Linked DNA regions of Zea mays: region 1 is linked to region 2. The links are chromatin contacts, called in public Hi-C maps. All regions are on one chromosome and are shown on one strand. The core of a region is the stretch at or near the end of the contact, and the rest is flanking DNA. Distances in the headings are between cores, read along the strand shown.

What was found. A called contact is a pair of places that touch in the nucleus more often than the background predicts.
Region 1: a Hi-C map of tassel shows a contact between it and region 2, with 1.8 times the contacts expected there. The contact joins the promoter of LOC100285382 here to the enhancer-like site in region 2. A contact is called at or near these places in 2 of 25 Hi-C or Micro-C datasets (ear and tassel).

Annotation. Positions count from the first base shown.
Region 1 is chr1:153,049,741-153,054,225 of Zm-B73-REFERENCE-NAM-5.0, forward strand. LOC100285382 reads left to right here and starts at 3,079. Exons shown (of 12, transcript NM_001158275.1): 1 at 3,079-3,475; 2 at 3,683-3,765; 3 at 3,858-4,050; 4 at 4,168-4,306. The coding sequence starts at 3,372.
Region 2 is chr1:152,653,660-152,658,582 of Zm-B73-REFERENCE-NAM-5.0, forward strand. No RefSeq gene overlaps it. Among protein-coding and RNA genes, the nearest start is that of LOC103639529, 81 kb to the left of the region's middle. Within about 2 kb of position 2,317, at least 18 of the 20 cell types and tissues checked have an H3K27ac peak or open chromatin away from gene starts, as enhancers often do. A contact at or near this core is called in ear and tassel, where this site is marked.

The DNA.
Region 1 (4,485 bases), core at 1,829-4,328, 400 kb after region 2:
TTTCTTTTAACCAATCCACGTGGAATGGAAATAACCGACCAAAGCCTAAAACTGTTTTTGTGGCGAGACAATTGTATTTTTGGGACTACAAACAGTGTGCTTTGCAATAATACCATTCTAAACAATTAGCTCGCAGAAATGGGATTATAAAGATCTTATAATTGATTAAGATGCCATTTAGTGTATTATCTTCCTTATCTGATACAATCTCTTGTATTTTGTGTCGTACGAGACACTTTTGCCCCTCAAGCCGTTCTGCAGGTTTCATCTCTTGTTTACGTGGCCTGAGCGTTTCATCTCGTGCGCCGTCATGGAGCTAAATCATCACTGTTAGATCGGAGACGCCAGATAGGGCACGACCACCACCACGCTGGGCACAGCCGCCCCCGTTTCATCGAGTAGGCTGGAGGCGCAGGGCATAACTGATGCTTCAGCCTGAATAATGGGGCAACCTATTGGGTTATAAGCATTAGTATTGTTTATCTGCACATTGCCTATCAGTGTTCACTGCACATGGCCTAATAATTTGATACAGTATTATCTATTTGTTTATTGTACTTTAAAAAATGGTTTGTGTTTTTTTTCCTAAATTTCATCGCAGCTGGGGCATGCCGGAGCTCGTCCGTAGGGCAGTGCTGGCTACGGATGGATGGTGGGGCCTCGGCGCGACTCTAGCAGGAGCTCGAAAGTGCCTCCATGGTAGCACAGTTCAAGTTTCTAGTTCTGCTTGTCTGTTGCGTGACGGGTAAAAACGTCTCCTATACCACAAATACATGGAGATGAATTGGAAAACGGAAGCAAATACGTTAAATGGTAGTAGAATCAATTAAAAATGTTTGTAGTCCCTTTTCTACGAAATAATTGTTTGGAGTGGCATTGTTGCGAAGCAGATTGTTTGTAGTCCCAATAATACAATTGTCTCGCCTGGTGAAGCTGAAACTAATAATTTTTCTCAACTCTTTCTTCTGCCATCTTTTCTGAGAAGTTTTACCAAACGTTTTGTAAACAGTTTTATTTTCATAGGCGAAACTGCTCACGCGAACCAAAGCCAAAACAAACTGCCTAACTAGTAAAACTGAGGTGTATCAGACAAGCCCTAGGTACGTAGGCAGGCAGTTGGATGATCTAGTCCAGTAGAAAAGAGTGAACAGTTTGGACCTTTTGTACTTCTATTACTTTGAAGATGAGTTCCCCCGGTTCCTGGTGATAATTTAAACAATCAACAGCCCATCATACTTACAGTCGGTAAAATAGAGGACACAAACTATAAATGACACTGTTTATCGAATAGAGTTTGAAATGGAGGATAATATATGAGATGAGATAGACGATCTGATGGAAATACTAAATAATCAACAGCCCATCACACTTACAGTTGGTAAAATAGAGGACACGGACTATAAATGACACTGTTTATCGAATAGAGTTTGAAATGGAGGATAATATACGAGATGAGATAGACGATCTGATGGAGATACCCTAAAACTAGCCATGCGTGCATGACAATTTCCTTGTGTACCTAGCTCACACCGAAAGTGCAGCTGCAAGAGCCTCACTGTAGCACAACCTAGCCTGTCACCGCATTTGCTTGTCATGACCTGCCTCTTTTCAAGCAGGATTTGTGCTCATGTGTTCATGCATGCATGCTTCCATATTATCTTGAGAGCATTAAGTTCTTCTAAACTGGAGAACAAAGGTTTCATTCAATTCGGGAAACATTCATTTGGTCGGGGAAACAGAGCTGACATGGTTAACTAGACAAACATTCTTCTCATGACACCAGACCAAAGCAACAGTAAGATACTACTGCCTTTTGCTAATTAAATACTCCCGCCAAGTCAGTCACGCATGCTGGGATAAAAGGTAAGGTCAACTCTTGAGCCCCACCTGAAGCCTGAATCAAAGTTCAGTTTTCTTGGGTTCCTGGACACCCTGGTTTCTTATTGGAAGATTCCACGGACACATGAACAGGATGCAGGCTCAAGGGGCTTCATCACCTTGTCCACATTATTATATGAGCTAGCTGAACAACTACTGTATTATTATAGGGGAAAAAAGATTATGATGCATGTGCAGATCACACTGAGGCAACTTGACTCACTGACCTGTGACTGATCATGTAGCAGATAGTAGGTGAATCTTACTAGTATTGCATAGCTTCCACTTTTATTTTGTTTCAGTCTGGGTACTGGGATCATGTGGGCTGTTGCCTGCAGTAGTAACCAGTAAGAGCTGCCGGCATCCTGCTTCTTGCTGAAGAAAGTTTTTGCTGTGTGCTTAAGAAAGTTAAGAAGTGTCGTATTTCAATACAATTACTTCTTTGGAGATACTAATCCACAAAGATAAAGATGGCGTGCTACTAAAAGCTGGAGTTTGACATCCATAGGTGTTTCCTGAAGGGCGTCGTTTATTCTCTATAGCTACACACAAGCAATTTCGTTGCTTAAACTTTTTGTTCAAGGAAAACACCACATGCACATCCTTCCAAGAGTTGCTGCCTTTTTCACCTTAAATCCTCATGAACACCCTCCAATGAACCTATGAGCAATAATTTGAAATTCTCTAGACAGTGACCAGAGCACATAGGAGAAAACAAGCACATGGAGGGGATTAGCAAAACGGCGCGAGGAAGCTTGCTGGGTCCTTCTCCTGGTATCCTCTTCCCCCAGACAGCTGACCTAGAGCTGGACCTGGCAGTATGGCTCTGCCCTCCCAGGGCAACTGAGCCAAAATTTAGTATTTTCCCTCTTGTTTTTTTTCTGTTCTTTTTTTAACTGAACAATACACTGGTAAATAAACTAGCTGTGACACTTGCTGCAGCAGTTACAGGATCAGGAGCCTACAGGTCACACACCACACTGGAACCCCTCTTGTGCCTTTTTGCTTTCCGTGTGCTCAGCTCACTCAGCATCCAGCAAGCCTCCCCTGGACAGTTCTTGAGCAATGCATATTTTTCAGGGTAACTTTTTTGCTTTAAACGTTTTTTTTTTTGTACCAAGATTTCTTTTGTGAATTGGCAGCGGTGCCCCTCCTCCGCCACTGCCTATATATGTGCCCTCAAACCCGCTCCATTGCTCTGTAGCTCTTCCCTCTGCTGCTCTCTCTGAGCCTGGCCCTTGCCCTCCTCTCCCTCCGGGAACCAGCCCTGCTCTCTATGCTCCTCTTCCATTCATAGCCTCGGCCTTCGTCTTCCTCCATGGATCCGCGCTAAATGCATTGCGAGGTTCCAAACTGGTAGCACTTCTCCCTGCTCCATCTGCCGCAAGATGTAAGCACGGCCTCACGCCCTCACTTGACACTCCGACTGGCCATCCAGAATATACCTTCAGATCTTCCTGTCTGCGAAAAGCGACGCCCTTTTGGCCCGGGCAATGGAGGAGAGCTTCGTGCCCTTGCGGGGCATCAAGGACGACCTCCACGGGAGGCTCGCCTGCTACAAGCAGGACTGGACCGGAGGGTTCCGTGCCGGTATCAGGTATGAACTGAAGGATACTCCAATCTTTCCTCGTAATCTTGCATTGTGCTGTCTAGGATTAGGAATTCGGTATCACCATGGTGCCAAAATCTCGAAACTGACTGCGGCGGAGGTAGTTAGTCCTAGTCCTTTTGTTTGTTGTTGTTCTGAAGTTTGTTCTTGCCTCGCGCAAGATCTTGAAAAGGAGTGGTTTTTGGGGTGTTTCAGGATCCTGGCGCCTACCACTTACATATTCTTCGCGTCCGCGATACCGGTGATATCGTTCGGGGAGCAATTGGAGAGGAACACTGGTAAATGGAGGGGGTGGGTTCAAATTTAAGTACTCGGTGGTGTTAGTTTCGGTGCAGTGCGTGAGGAGAGGAGCTTATTTGTACTTGTGCAGATGGAGTCCTCACAGCAGTGCAGACGTTGGCGTCCACTGCCCTGTGCGGCATAATCCACTCCATTGTAGGAGGGCAGCCCCTGCTGATCCTGGGAGTTGCCGAACCGACGGTACTCATGTACACATTCATGTTCAACTTTGCCAAGGACAGGCCCGACCTCGGACGGAATCTGTTCCTGGCCTGGACCGGTTGGTAGGTCATCTGTGCTGGGCTGACTGAGAAATTCATTGAAGATTGGTTTGGTACAATGATGGCATTGTTTGAATTGGTTCCTTTTCTTCTTGTTGTTGTTGTCATGTTTGCGTGCAGGGTTTGTGTGTGGACTGCTATCCTGCTCTTCTTGCTGGCCATACTAGGCGCGTGCTCCATCATCAACCGGTTCACCCGCATCGCTGGCGAGCTGTTCGGGCTTCTGATTGCTATGCTCTTCATGCAGCAGGCTATCAAGGTTGGTGATAACTGCAGGCCTTTTGAACCCGTTGCTGCTTTCCAGGCTTGGAATGAAACCCTGTGCTGATGCAGAAACCTTTTTTTAAGGCGTGCTGCTGCTGCTGGACCATAGAGCTTTATACCAAACTCCAGTTGCCTTGCCTCTCGAAATTGTGTAGTACTCCAGTCAATCTGAAT
Region 2 (4,923 bases), core at 1,067-3,566:
GTCATGATCTGCTCATGACCGCGAGCACGGCTAGTATACCAGTTTTACACTCTACAGAGGTTGTACCCTTTACCCACAAGTCATGTCACCCGGTTGCCAAGGGGTCTAGAAGTCCCATTCATCTCTACCGAGGATATGAGGCAGGGTAACACTATGAGGCCTTTATAAAGTTCCACTAGCTTTAGAAAACCCGCTACAATTTTAGGGAGCGCAATGCAGGAATCCCCTGTCTGACCGCCATCGCAGCAAAATCAACTAGAGAACCTCCCTACACCGACAACTCCCCTACTGCCCTTGCCCCTTTCGGATAAGGTAGACCTCCACTACCTTTTCTAATTAGTCAGCCAAGGCGTCCCATTCCACCCTTGTGGTGGCACATGTTTGTCAAGTTAATCTCCATGTTCCAATTAACATAATAGTCTTATTATGAACAAAATAGAAAGATTATAATAAAGAATGAGCATGTGTAATAGTTATCTCAACACCCAAACCACATATAGCAATAGCAAAGACTACCCAAAAGTTCAGGGGTAAACCAGGTGTAAAGATGACCAAACTAGGGTGACATATTGGGTCCCATCAAAATTAAGCCTATGCATGCCAAAATGAATATAGAGAACATTATTGGATAAATAAAAGTGGTCAAGGGCACAACTTTCCTTTAATGAGCTCCTGCTCAGCAATTTCCACCTGCTAGGTACCGGGATCCTCGATCACTTGCTCGTCTACTTGAAACAATACAAACAAACATAGTATAAGGGAAATTAACATCACACCAAACAAAGAGATATAATGCATGATAATATTCTATACATCGTGACGAGATCGTAGGTTCAAGAATCACTAAATTCGGAGTAACGAATGATAGGTTATGATTTTCCGAAGGTTTTATGTGTTTGGTACAAAAATAACCAAGTGATCAATTTTAATCTAGGTTTCATGCTAAAACAGAGTTACCAAGTGATAAACAATATTATTACCAAATTAATGCATCTGGAATGGGTTAAAAAGGAGTTAAATAAATTTTATATGAATTAAACAAGTTTTGGGATTATTTTTACACTAAAAATCATTTTCTATATTAATTCCTCTGATTTATTAAGTGTCTGGACCGCGTGCACAAATACCAGGAAGTTCAGGGACTAACTCATAAAATTCCCAAGACTTAGATTTAAACTCTTTACTATGCTCAATGCTATGCGGGTTAGTTCCTATTTTTCTCGGGGTTCTTTTGCAAAACGTATGACTGAAAGGGTATCGGCTGATACTATCCATCTGATCTCCCCTGAACGGCCCAGATTAGATTTATTAACCAGCGAACCGGTACGCGATGCCGACCCCAGGATCTAAAATCTACGGCACGGATCTTACTTGCCCCGGAGTCGCCCCGATCCGCCCTATCGGATCTTAATGGTTCTGATCCCCTTGCCCCAATCGTTACGCCAGGATCCAATCTTAGCCGTCGCTACGGAATCCAACGGTGCCAGCAATCCCATGGTCGCCCCCGACGCCCCTGTTGACCGAACCAGGGCGACGCCGTCGGCATTCCGCGGTAGTGATGATTCCGGTGACACCGCGATCATCCCCTGGCGCGCCCCCGGTACCCCGACACGAATTATCATGTTGATCCGCCATCAGCCCATCTGTCGAACGCCAGAAGACCACTAATTGGTCAGTTGGTCACCCGGTATACCTGCCCCCGAGAGACACGGATCACTGGCCACCACCAAACGCCGATGAGCAATTCAAGGCTATCCCGCGAGTTATACCTAGCCTAGGGCTACGCGACATGAAGTCCATTACCAGGATGAGGGCTCGGGTAGGTACATACCAAAGGGAAAGCGTAGCAGGTGGTTGTCCACGATACAAGGCGGACGCGCGGTGATTCTTGTCACCGACGAGCTCCCCCCTGGTGCCCTAGCCACCAAATCGGCCCGCCCCAAGATCCAGGTGTACACCACGCGGCCAACGACGAGTCGCCTACGGCACCACAGTTGCCACGTCGGTGAAGCGGCCAACTCTGGTGATGCTCTACCCTCCTCTACGCGAGATTGCCGGCACTGGTTGTTTGGGTAGATAGTGGTGACCGAACGGACAGGTGGAGAGGGGCAACCTATTTAACAGTACCAGACGACCCTAACTACGGCACATCAGCCTAATCCGTTGCATGATTGTCGAAATCCGCGACGGAGAGTTCGGACAAGCGCGGCGTCGCGGTTAGCTGGAAGACGAGAGTTTCTGCCCACCGCAGCCCACTTGTTAGCGAGACAGACACGACGCAGAGTGAAGATCGGCTGACGCGCGGGCCCCATATGCAGTGGCGCCCGGCGCGTCTAGCTGACGAGAGGGGCCGGGGTGTCGGCGCACTGGCCCAGTTGGGCTGCGTGTGGAGACGCAGATGCACCCATTTCTTTTTTTCTTTTCTTTTCTGTTTTCTTTTCTCTTTATTTTTGAATCTCAAATTTAAATCCATGTTTTGTTGTGAGTTTTTGTATCTAGATCAAATGTACAAATTGAACATACCAGTATGGAAGGATTTTATTTATTTATATATTTATTTTCTTTATTTTATATAGTATTTCCCTTCTCTTTCTCCAAATTCTAAATTGCAAATTAGGTCTTAAATTCTAATTTGGACATTAATGTATTTCTATTAGTATTATTGTTATTATTATTAAATGCACACACAAATAAACTCCAACATGATGCATAGATTATTTATGTGTCATTGGTTAATTGTTCAGTTTAATTATGGTTATTCCTATGTTCTAATAAGGAGAGGGCAAAACATATAATGAGATCAACTCTTTTCTTATTATTTACAATCTAGGTATGACACGTAGAGGTCAATGACTTTCGTCCCATAAGCCTTATTCACAGTTTTACTAAAATTGTCTCCAAGGTGCTAGCAGTTCGTCTTGCTCCAAAATTGTCCAATTTGGTCGCTACAAGTCAGAGTAAGTTTGTTAAAGGCAGGTGCATACATGACAATTATTATGTTGTTGCAGCAAACCGCCAAGGCATTGTATTTGCAAAAAACGACATGATTCTACTGAAGTTAGATATTAGCAAGGCCTTCGATTCAGTTTCTTGGCCTTTACTTTTTGAGGTGCTTAGACATATGGGTTTTGAGCCTTTTTGGTGTGTTGTGGTTTCCAAACTGCTGCGCTCTTCCTCCACCAGAGTCCTTGTAAATAGTGAGCCGAGGGGATTGATCTATCATCAAAGAGACCTTCGTCAAGTTGATCCACTATCTCCTATGTTGTTCATTTTGGTTTTGGACATTTTGAATTCCATCATAACTGAAGCTTCGGATCAAGGGTTGTTATGACCTGTGTTGAATAGTGCTAATGGGTGTAAGGAAAATGGACCCCAGGCCATTTGTCTCAAAAGGTTTTGGTGTTTGATGATCAACGTAACATGTGGACTAATGTGTTTGCTTGTGTTTATGTTTGTAGTTCACATGATGCTAAAGTTACTTGGACTAAGGCATTGAGTAAAGCAACACCTCAAAAGAAGACATTATGAAGATCACAATTGAAGATCAACAAGTATCAAGCAAAGTCCAAGAAACGAAGAATAGTGTTGCCACTGGCGGACTGTCCGGCTGAGAGCATCGGACTGTCCGGTGGCACACCAGATTGTCCAGTACCACACGCCGAACTGTCTGGTAGCCCAACGGCTACTTCCTGGTGGCACTGGTGGAGAGAAGCCACCGAATTGTCTGGTGTGACGTCCAGACTGTCCGGTGTAAAATCCTACAACACCAACAGCCACCTGCGTGTCTGATCCAACAGCAAGGTGCACCGGACAGGGGCACCGGACTGTCCGGTGCCTCCACCGAATTGTCCGGTGTGCCGCGGAGCAGTAGCTTTTCTCCAACGGATAAAATTGAGTTGGGGCCTATATATACTTCACCCAACCGGCCATTTCAAGGTGTGGGAGCCCAAGAAACATACTAAGGCATATAGTAGACATTTCCATGTGCTCATACACCCAAGTGCTTAATAGAATCACTTGGTGATTAGTGTAGGTGCTTTGCGAAGTGCTTAGGTTAGTTAGACCGCATTAGCTCTTGCTCTAGGTGAATCCTAGTTAGTTGAGTGAGTTTAAAAAAACCACACAACCCCTCGGCTCTTGCATGAGCCATTGTAATTGTACCGAGTGAGGCAAGAGTCTTGCGACGTGACAACCACGTTTGTGTTACGGTCGCCACCGTGTACCAGAGGGAACGAGGCCTGCGACGTTTTTGGCTGGAAGCTCGATAGTGGGGACGGCGGGGAGCATCCGAGAGGAGCCGAAAGCGGAGCACCACTTGCACGTGGAGAAGGCCCGTGGCTTTCTACGGAGTTACTCGACTGTGGTGCTTGGCCCTCACGTGGGCTTCCCTTTGCGTAGGGGCACCAACGAGGATTAGTCGGGACCTTGCGTGGTTCCGGATACCTCGGTAAAAATACCAGTGTCATCCACGAGAGTTTGCATCTCTACCTTGCTCTTTAGCTTCCGCATTTATATTAAGCATTTAAGTTTCAATCTTGTCTTTATACTTATATTGTTTAGGATTGAAACTTAGACATTATGGTAGAGATAGCAACACATAGACAAAACCTAGTTTGCACATTCTAGATTGTTTAAATTGCATAGGTTTTGCTCTAGGGATTTAATTGTGGCCTAGTTTAGAGAAAGTTTTAGAAGTCCTAATTCACCCCCTCTTAAGCATCACATGTTTCATTCAATGGGCAAAGATTATCTTTATACGTCGATGGTGTAGTATTATTCATACAACCCCAACCTGAAGAGTCTTCGGTGAAATTATCCGGGTCTTCGGTGAAGCTTCAGGTTTAAAAACTAATATCAATAAGAGTTCTATTAGTCCTATCAGGTGTAGTGAGGAACAGTTGGAAGTGGTTTAACAGATAATGC